Regions from separate parts of the Mus musculus genome. Here all the other regions are linked to region 1. A link is a contact called in public HiChIP or PLAC-seq and promoter capture Hi-C data. All regions are on one chromosome and are shown on one strand. The core of a region is the stretch at or near the end of the contact, and the rest is flanking DNA. Distances in the headings are between cores, read along the strand shown. Region 1 holds the start of Sapcd1 (suppressor APC domain containing 1). Region 2 holds the start of Ring1 (ring finger protein 1). Region 3 holds the start of B3galt4 (UDP-Gal:betaGlcNAc beta 1,3-galactosyltransferase, polypeptide 4).

Region 1 (2,700 bases), core at 79-2,578:
ACTCACCTTGTGAATCAGACTGTGCAGACAAGCATTCACCTTTTGAATCCGGGTTAGCAGAGGGGCATCAGTCTCTGAATGCAAGTCCATCAGAAAGTCCTAGGCAGGGTTGGAGGGTGACCGAGTGCTGGAGACAGGTCCTCCTGCCACTTCCTCACCACGGGCCACTCTTCTCATCAGATTCCCTTCTCCCAGAACCCTTCCAGACAGATGGAAAGGCCAGCCCTCTCTCTCCACCTCCATCTTTTTTTTTTTTTGGTTTTTGGAGACAGGGTTTCTCTGTAGCCCTGGCTGTCCTGGAACTCACTCTGTAGACCAGGCTGGCCTCGAACTCAGAAATCTGCCTGCCTCTGCCTCCCAAGTGCCGGGATTAAAGGCGTGGGCCACCACTCCACCTCCATCTCTTAAAATTGCAGTCAGTTCCTTTCAAACTACCTGGAACCCCACCCCCACCCTGGAACCCCACCCCCACTCCTGTTCCTTATGGGTCTTCTCCCCCCCCCCCCCCCCCCGCCCAGTGAGAGACACCCAGGCCACTCTCTGATTCTCTGTGGGGTGCTCAGATGGAGTCCCTCTGAATGGAATGCAGACCACTTCTTCCAGCACAATGAACACTGGTGGCTGTCCTGTCATTTCCAATGCTATTCCAGTTCATGTGCCCTGCCCGTTAACCCTCCCCTTCCCAGAGCAGCCTTTGAGGTCCACGTGCTCCCTGCTTCTCCCTCCCCAGCCCGTGCACAGATGGCTGCCCCCTACCTCGCCAAGGGCCCCCAGCTGCAGCTGCCGTTGCTGGGTCTCCCTCAGCCGGTCTGCGAACCAGGCCTGGCCATGCTCCAGCAGCTCCAGGCCCTGCCACAGAGCATCTTGTTCCCTCTCCAGAGCCTGCATCATCTGCAGCTGGCTTAGAGGAGACACAGGCCAAAACGACTCACTCCCAGCAGGACCCTAGGTATGGCAATCTCCTCTAAAGGGCTCACTATCTGATCACTAAGGATTTGAATAACAAAGGAATACAGAGGGAAAGTCTGTGGGTCCTCAGTTGAGAGGAAATATATGCAGGGTACATCATGGGAGGGGATGTCCCAAGACTGAGTTGGTCTCGCACTCACCCAGAGGAAGAAGTTCTGGGCTCCTGGGTCTTGGCGGCTTGTCCCCAGTGGTAGCAGCAGAACAGTGTAGGGCGCTTGCACCAGGGGTGGCCCACCAGGACCTGGGCTCTCCATGGCTCTAAAGTAGGAAGGGCGGAGCCGGGGCTGGTCCCTCCCCAACCCATCTTCTACCCATCCTGCCTTGTCTTTCAGCCTGTGAGGCCAGGATAATTCTTAAGGCAACAGATAGCTTCCCTTAAACTGTGTGTCAACCTTCATTTTTGTTTTTGTGGTTTTTGTTTTGTATAGTCTGTTGGAAGTAGCTTGTCCTCATTGAGTCCCAAGGACAGAATCTAAATTTATTTAAAGTTTTATTTAGAGTCAGGGTCTCCCTGTGTAGCCTAGCTAGCCTGGAACTCACTATATAGACCAGGCTGGCCTCAAACTCAGAGCTCCACCTGCCTTTGTCTTCCCAGTGGTAGAATTAAAGGTCTGCACCATCGTACCTGCATTTATTTATTTATACCACCATTCCTGACTAAATGTAATTATCTACTTGTTAGTTTATGTGTATGTGTGTGTCCATGAGCTTATGTGTATTCCATGTGTCCCAGAGCCCCTGAGACTAGAAGAGGGTGTAAGATCCCTTGGAACTGGAGTGACACACAGATGTGACCCACCATGTGGTTCTTGGAACCAAAGCCACTTTCTCTGCAAGAGCAGTCAGTGCCTCTAATCACTGAGCATCTGCCCAGCCCAACTGTCACTATATTTGAGTGACTTCCCCCTGTCCCAGCTGATGTCCTGTTGGGTGACCTAAGGAAACACCTTGATCTAAAATAAGCTTTATTCCTAGCACAAGACACAATGTGCAAACTGAGAACTCTGCAGTAAGGGAAAAAAAAAAACCCGAAAAGGCATGGTAGGCCCCGGGGCTCAGGTAGCTGGGAGGCGAGGGAGGACTCTCAGAGGATGGTGGGAGCAGCGGGCAGCACTTCCTGACTAATGAAAATGTCCAGGTCCAGGGTGGGATCCTCCAAGTCCAGTTTTAGAAACGTATCCACCAGTGCCTGGCAGCTGCAGGAGAGACAGAACAGTGTGGCTGCTGGGTCGCCAACTCCCTATGCAGACAGAGGGGAGGGTCTGTGCGGGAAACTGCAGCCTTGGAGAGCCAAGCGTTTCAAAAGCAGCCATGGATACTGAGTTGGTTTTGTTTGTCGTTTTCTGACAAGGTCTTGCTATGTAGCTCAGGCTGGCCTTGAACACCAGGCTTACAGGCACGTGCCCGTGCCACACCTGACTTGGTGAGGAGAAGGAGGAGGAGGAGGAGGAGGAAGAGAGCACGGGGCTGCAGAAAGATGGCTGGGGCCAGGTGAGGGAGAACACAGGAGCTGTGGGGAGCATGGCAGGCCCCACTCACTTTTCCATTTGGTTCCTCCTCAGAAGCTCATTCGTGGCCTTGATGGGTTTCCCACTGCGGATCAAGTCTGAGACCTAGCACAGAGGCACAGGGAGGATGGGGTGAGGACGTTAGGGAAGAGGGGAAATGAGGGTCAGAAGTCCTGTGGGCCTACAAGTCCAGAGTTTCAAGAGGAACAGGAAAGAGGGTGCA
Region 2 (2,789 bases), core at 44-2,543, 1.0 Mb before region 1:
GACACATGAGCTCAGAATGCAGTGACCGAGGCGAAACCGCAATCTCTGTACCATCCATGATGGCTTCCTGGGTCATCAGAAGGTGGCAGTGGGTTGGGGGAAGGGGACTTTAGAGGCAAGCTTTGAGAAAGGTAAGAACCTGGACAGCCATGCTGACCAAACTGATGGGAATTCTGGGATGGAGGAGACCAATGACTTGGAGATTACCAGAACAGAAGGGATGAGGGCCCATTTACAAGGAGTTTTGAAACAGAAAGGCCAGGGTTTGTTGAGAGGACTAGGGCTGGGAATGGCACAGATCTATGGGTTGGAGGATATTTATGCTACAAGACTTCTTCATTTTTTGTTTGCTGTTTTCAAGACAGGGTCTCCATATGCATGTATTCCTGGCAGGCCTCTAAGCAGGCTGACCTCAAACTTAAGAGATCCACCTGTCCTGGCTTCAGGAGTGCTGGGGTTAAAGGCCTTCGCCATCACATCCGGCCTCAACAGGCTTTCTTAAAACTCTAAAGAGCAAGACTACCTAGACTAGAAGTTCAGGGTGTCTGTCAAACAGATTCCGATGTCGTCCCAGCGCACGTGAGTCAGAAAACTGGAGAGGGAATTATATTTAAGCTCGCAGGATGAATATATATATGTGTACATTGACATGTGGCTGTTGAGATGGGACAGGGCCGGGACGGTAAGTTCTGTTTACCGTGCTTCAATTAAAACGGTGATATCTGCTGTACCTCGCTGCCATGGCCACTTTGAGGGGTTAAATCGGATCAAATGAGGTAGGTGTTTTAGTGCTTTGAGAAGATAAAAGGTGATTCAAAGACAGAGTCGGGCCAAGAGTAGTGTGGCAGGGAGGGAGAGGGCTGGTGGGAGGGGGTAAGCTGGGGCTGGAAGATCCCTGTCACCTGCGGGGTCCGGTGCAGCTCATAGAGACTCAGTTCCCACGTTTTGCTGGCATTCTGTGCATTCGCCGGCGTCGTCATGGTGACGGGGCACAGACCCTCCCCCTCCAAGCGGGGCTCCGCTGAGAGAGGTCTGCGGAAGGGGGTGGGGGGAGACGCTGTCGGGGCCGCCCCTCTGCAGACCCCGCCCCCTGACCCTGGGCGTGCGCCCCGCGGCCCCTCACCCAGCTCCGGCCTTCGCGCTGCCCTGCTGCGGGCCTCTCCCCAGGAACCCCGGGGCTCCGCTGCCCTGGTCCGCTCGGTCCGCAGCTGCCACTCACGCCGCAACCCTTGCTGCCACCGCCACCGCCGCCATGGCCTGGGCGCCGAGGCTCGACGTCACTTCCGCCCTCCCTGTATCCCACCCCGCGACGGAGACGTCACCGCCCTCGCGCGCCACGCGCGCCGTGGAACCGGGTTCCCCCTCCCCCGCCGGGCGCGCGGTGAGCCGGCCCGGTGGGTGCTGGTGCATGTGGAGAGCCCGAGGGCGGAGGATCCCCTCCGTGGCGCTGATCCCCAACTTCTCTCAAGCCGGGCCTGAGAACCCCGGAAAGCCGGCCGCAGCTGCACCTCTGCTGCTGGGTGCGCGCCCTGAGATCCTAGGGCTGCGGCGGGGTCCCGGGTGTCCGGGGACCGTCCCGCGCTCCGCCCGGCCTCTCCCCCTCGAGGTTTGGGGGCGGCGGCTCGGGACGTCCAGACGCAACTCTCGGCCGGAGCCAGAGACTCGAGAATTGCGTTTGGACAATCAGGAGCCGCGGCCCGGGACGGGGAGAGAAGCGCATCGGAGGCACCGGGGATAGAGACGCCGCGCGGAAGCGGGGACACCAGATGGGGCGGGCCCCTGGGGGGAGTCGGGGAGCACACGAGTGAATGTCTGGCGTGGGAAAGTAGGCAAAGCCACTCCGGGACTCGGAGTGAAGGAAGCGGACGAGAAGGAGAGAGAAGGAGAAGGAGCAGGGCCATACCGGTTGAGAGCCGGTTCAGAGTCGGGAATAAGGGGCACAGAGGAAGAGACCGTGATGGGTATTCGTCCCCCCCGCCAGCCTGTGCAGCGGCTGCCAGGGGGTGTCCTATCTCTGGGACAAGTTAGCAGTGGGTCCCCTCGCCCCCCAACCCAGTTACCCCCTACTTCCCTGTTCTCTCCTTCAGTCCGTGGCCAGTCCTTATGTGGGCACCAGAGTCGATTAGCAAGGACCCCCTCCCCTTCCTCCTCCTCCCAGCCCCCTCCTTCTGCTCTCCTCCAGCCCCTTTCATCGGCTAGTCCATTCCCCTAATCCTGGCCCCCTCCCCTAATCCCCCCCATCCGACCCCAGGCCGGCTGCAGCTATTGTAAGGTGGAGAGAAGGGAGGGGAAAAGAGAAAGGAGGGGTGGGGGAGGGCCACCTGTTCCAAGACCCCCTTCCAAGGCCAGACTGGACACCAGGATGGGGCCAAGAACAAATCACCCTTGGGGTCCATAAGGAACTCGGGGAATGGGGGTGGGTGACTGGTGCTGCAGAACCAATGAGAGGGGGTGGGGGCAGAATCCCCTCCCTCTGAAAAGACCCAGAGTGTCACGCATACACAGTGACATACACTCTTTCCTCTCACACCCGGCGGCGGGGGTTGCCCTGGGAGACCAGGCAGTGAAAGGGAACAATCCCTGGAAAGGGGAGAGAGGGGGAGGTGGGGAAGGGTCTGAGGGCTTGGACACAAGAAGAACCGGAGGTGGCAGGGAAGAGGATTTGGAATTTATTAGGGTCACAAGCACCCCTGCCTTCCATATTCAGCATGCCTGAGCCACACACTGCCATCTCTTTTGTAGCCTGGGAACTTAGCGTCCTCATCAGCAGGAGGGCCAGGCAGTGGTGG
Region 3 (2,957 bases), core at 119-2,618, 1.1 Mb before region 1:
CTCTGAGGTGCTGTTTTCTGTGGGTTCTCAGCTACTGAACCAGGCTATGAACCGGCACCTCAAGGTACCCAGAAATCCCTGGAGCCAGGAGCAAAAGGGTGCAGTCCTCTCCCCATTCATGCCGCTCACCAGCTTCCAAGCTTCCTGCATTTGCCAGGGATCCACCTTGTGGGATGTCAGCAGGAACTTCCCGTAACAGCACCGATCCAAGGGGTAGTGGGTAGCACCAGCCAATTTGACACAGTGTGTGGGGGCAAGGCCCCCTCGCCTTGCACTTACTCCCACAAAGACATCCTCTAGAGGTAGAGGTGGGGCCCGGCTGGCCACCTTCAGGATGAGCTGCACAGCAGAGATGGACAGTACATATCCTGTGCCCGAGGCATAGGGTGGAAAAGGACCCCAGTTTTCCGGCCACAGTTCTTCTGACACATGGTGCCGGGACTCTGGTGTCCGAGTGGGTCTCACCCTCCAGTGCACCCTGCCTAAATACAGAAGGGGCACTGCCTGGCCTCTGTGCTCTTCATGGATAGCTGTTGTCTCTTCCTGGGCCTCTTTGCCCTTCTGCCATTGCTCCGAAGGCCCCCCTCTTTGTATCAGCTCTGACACCAGCTCTGGGACGTTGACATACACGTCATCATCCGTCTTGAGGATGTAGCGGGCCATAGGACAGTATTTGTTCACCCAGTTCAGTCCACTGAGGGTCTTGAGGGTGAGGTTGCGGTAGGAATCCTGGAAGGAGGCCTGCAAGATATCCCTGTGTGCTGCTGACTCTGAGGACAGGTCAGCAAGCTGCTGTCTTCTAGGTTTTCCCAGGAGGAAGAGCGTCTGCACTCTGAAACCCCGGGCTTCGCGGATGGCACCCCAAGATGCCCGAATGGCGTTTCTCTGGTTCAGGTGCTCCGGGGCCGTACACACCAGGATGAGCAGGAAGGGAGGGGGTCCGGAGCCACCACAGGCATGAGAGTTAGAAATCAAGAGGCGGGGCAGGGCGAGGGGCGGTCCTGGCGAGGCTGGGGCCGGCAGCAGGGATGCCAGGGACAGGCTCAGCAGCTCCTCCCCCAAGCCTGAAGGTCCAAACAGGGTCCAGATGATCACCAGTAGTAGGACCGCCAGGAGGACGCGCCGGAAGAGGCTGAGGGGCATGGCGTGCCGCAGAGACCTGTGGGCACAGCTGTTAGAGCGTGGGGAGGTGGGAGGACGGCTTTAACCAGCTGCTGCTGAGGAGACGCGGTGACCCATGCGCGGGGCTCTGGCGCATCACAGATGCTGTTCTCCAGATGCTGTCGTGCAATGCGGCCCTGGCCCACCACAGCTGGCCCCGGAAGGCTTCGTTTCCCTAGCTAGCGTGCACGCGGAACTCCGCTCCATCCCGCCCCTCCCCGCACCTTCCCATCATGCCTCTCTAGGCCGGAAGCCGACAAGCGGCGTGCATTTCACATAGGTCCAGCCCTTCCCGGTCCGTCCCTACTGTAAAGCACGCGGAATACCAGGCTGCTTTTCTAGAGCAGCCAGCATCTGCTGTTAACTCACCCGAGCAGCAGCATCTGGCGGAGCTGTAGCCACTTCACAACAGCTTAGCACGGCTACGGCAGGAGACTCAATTGAAGCCTGCCCAAGCTTCCCCTGGAGGTTTTCAACACCGGCTGCCCCACCTTTAACAGTGGTTGCCGCCCAGTTTGCTGCACCTAAGGCAGTCTCCTTGTGAACACCCAACAGAAAGGGAGGAGCAAACACCAGCAGGAGCCTATGAGGGACATTTCCGTTCAAGTGCACCAAGAGCACTGTACCCAGAAGGCACCTGCAGCCAGATTAAACTACCAGAGCTCAGGATCGCTGTGGCATTAAGTACTATCAGATGGAAGACAAACTGAGACGGAGGTCATAGGTATATAAACTATTTATTAACAGCAAAGGCCCAGAGACTCATTTCTTCTTGGATACACCCACAGTTCGGCCCCTGCGGCCAGTGGTCTTGGTGTGCTGACCGCGGACACGAAGGCTGCAGAAGAAAAAGATACAGGTCACAGAGCAGCAGGAGGCGAGCCGGTGGACTGTGCAGCCTGATTGGGAGTGGGCAGCTTAAGCCTCATCACCCACTTACCCCCAAAAGTGGCGCAGCCCTCTATGGGCTCGAATTTTCTTCAGCCTCTCCAGGTCCTCACGCAGCTTGTTGTCTAGACCGTTGGCCAGAACCTAGATTTTGAGACAGGGGAGACAACTTTATCTCCTGATTCTGCACCCAGTTTTAACGGACAACCCGTGTCCACCAGTCCCCTAACACACCTGGCTGTACTTCCCATCCTTCACATCCTTCTGTCTGTTCAGGAACCAGTCTGGGATCTTGTACTGTCGTGGGTTCTGCATGATGGTGATCACTCGCTCCACCTCATCCTCCGTGAGTTCTCCAGCCCTCTTGGTGAGGTCGATGTCTGCTTTCCTCAACACCACATGAGCATATCTCCGCCCCACGCCCTGAGGTCAAAAGTTTGGGCTATTAGACTTTTGTTTTTAAAGATCTGAGTACAGAGTTTTCAGAGATACCAGAGGGTATCAGAATCCATTACAGATGGTTGTGAGCCACCATGTGGTCACTGGGAGCCTCTGGAAGAAGTCATAGCTTTTAACAGCTGGATTCTCTCTCTAGCCCAGTCTATTTGTGTCTTATGTTTGCCTGCATTGTATGTCTGTGTGTCTGTGGCACACTGACCAGAGGCCAGAAGGCGCTGATGTTCTGGAACTGGAGTTAATGGTTGTTGAGTGTTGGGTCATTGAACCTGGATCCTCTGGAAGAGCAGCTAATGCTCTAACAGCCAAGCCACCTCTCCAGCCCCCTCACACACACCCTATTACTCAAAAGCAGAGGGGCTGTGCAGATGTTATCCCAGCTCCCTGAACTCGGGACTGCTATGGCCAGCCTAAGTTAGAGATCCTGTCATTTTTCAGATCACTTTCCAGAG

Evidence for each region. Promoter capture Hi-C pulls out the DNA fragments that hold promoters and counts their contacts. HiChIP or PLAC-seq counts read pairs in DNA pulled down with a chosen protein or histone mark.
Region 2: a FOXA1 HiChIP or PLAC-seq map of pancreatic cancer cells shows a contact between it and region 1. The contact joins the promoter of Ring1 here to the promoter of Sapcd1 in region 1. A contact is called at or near these places in 3 of 39 promoter capture datasets (hippocampal neurons, neural stem cells and neutrophils), 4 of 115 datasets of contacts at active chromatin or transcription factors (craniofacial prominence, embryonic forebrain, microglia and 1 more) and 1 of 9 other capture datasets (liver).
Region 3: a contact with region 1 is called in a promoter capture Hi-C map of neutrophils, with 5 times the contacts expected there. The contact joins the promoter of B3galt4 here to the promoter of Sapcd1 in region 1. A contact is called at or near these places in 7 of 39 promoter capture datasets (the C10 cell line, the HPC-7 cell line, cranial neural crest and 4 more) and 1 of 9 other capture datasets (liver).

The regions. Positions count from the first base shown.
Region 1 is chr17:35,026,688-35,029,387 of GRCm38.p6, forward strand. Sapcd1 (suppressor APC domain containing 1) reads right to left here and starts at 1,329. Exons shown (of 4, transcript NM_023893.4): 1 at 1,110-1,329; 2 at 757-897; 3 at 7-99. The coding sequence starts at 1,223. It overlaps Msh5 (mutS homolog 5), which reads right to left. Exons shown (of 25, transcript NM_001146215.2): 24 at 2,509-2,582; 25 at 1,918-2,165. The coding sequence ends at 2,054. Gm52318 (a long non-coding RNA gene) reads left to right here and starts at 861. Exons shown (of 2, transcript XR_003952415.1): 1 at 861-949. It overlaps Vwa7 (von Willebrand factor A domain containing 7), which reads left to right. Exons shown (of 17, transcript NM_138582.1): 17 at 1-54.
Region 2 is chr17:34,023,387-34,026,175 of GRCm38.p6, forward strand. Ring1 (ring finger protein 1) reads right to left here and starts at 1,294. Exons shown (of 7, transcript NM_009066.3): 1 at 1,124-1,294; 2 at 903-1,032; 3 at 1-67. The coding sequence starts at 980. It overlaps Mir219a-1 (microRNA 219a-1), which reads right to left and starts at 1,706; the gene lies at 1,597-1,706. It overlaps Mir219c (microRNA 219c), which reads left to right and starts at 1,626; the gene lies at 1,626-1,685. H2-Ke6 (H2-K region expressed gene 6) reads right to left here. Exons shown (of 9, transcript NM_013543.2): 9 at 2,647-2,789.
Region 3 is chr17:33,950,120-33,953,076 of GRCm38.p6, forward strand. It overlaps B3galt4 (UDP-Gal:betaGlcNAc beta 1,3-galactosyltransferase, polypeptide 4), which reads right to left and starts at 1,369. Exons shown (of 1, transcript NM_019420.2): 1 at 1-1,369. The coding sequence starts at 1,143. The coding sequence ends at 28. Rps18 (ribosomal protein S18) reads right to left here. Exons shown (of 5, transcript NM_011296.3): 3 at 2,284-2,472; 4 at 2,102-2,193; 5 at 1,879-1,999. The coding sequence ends at 1,924.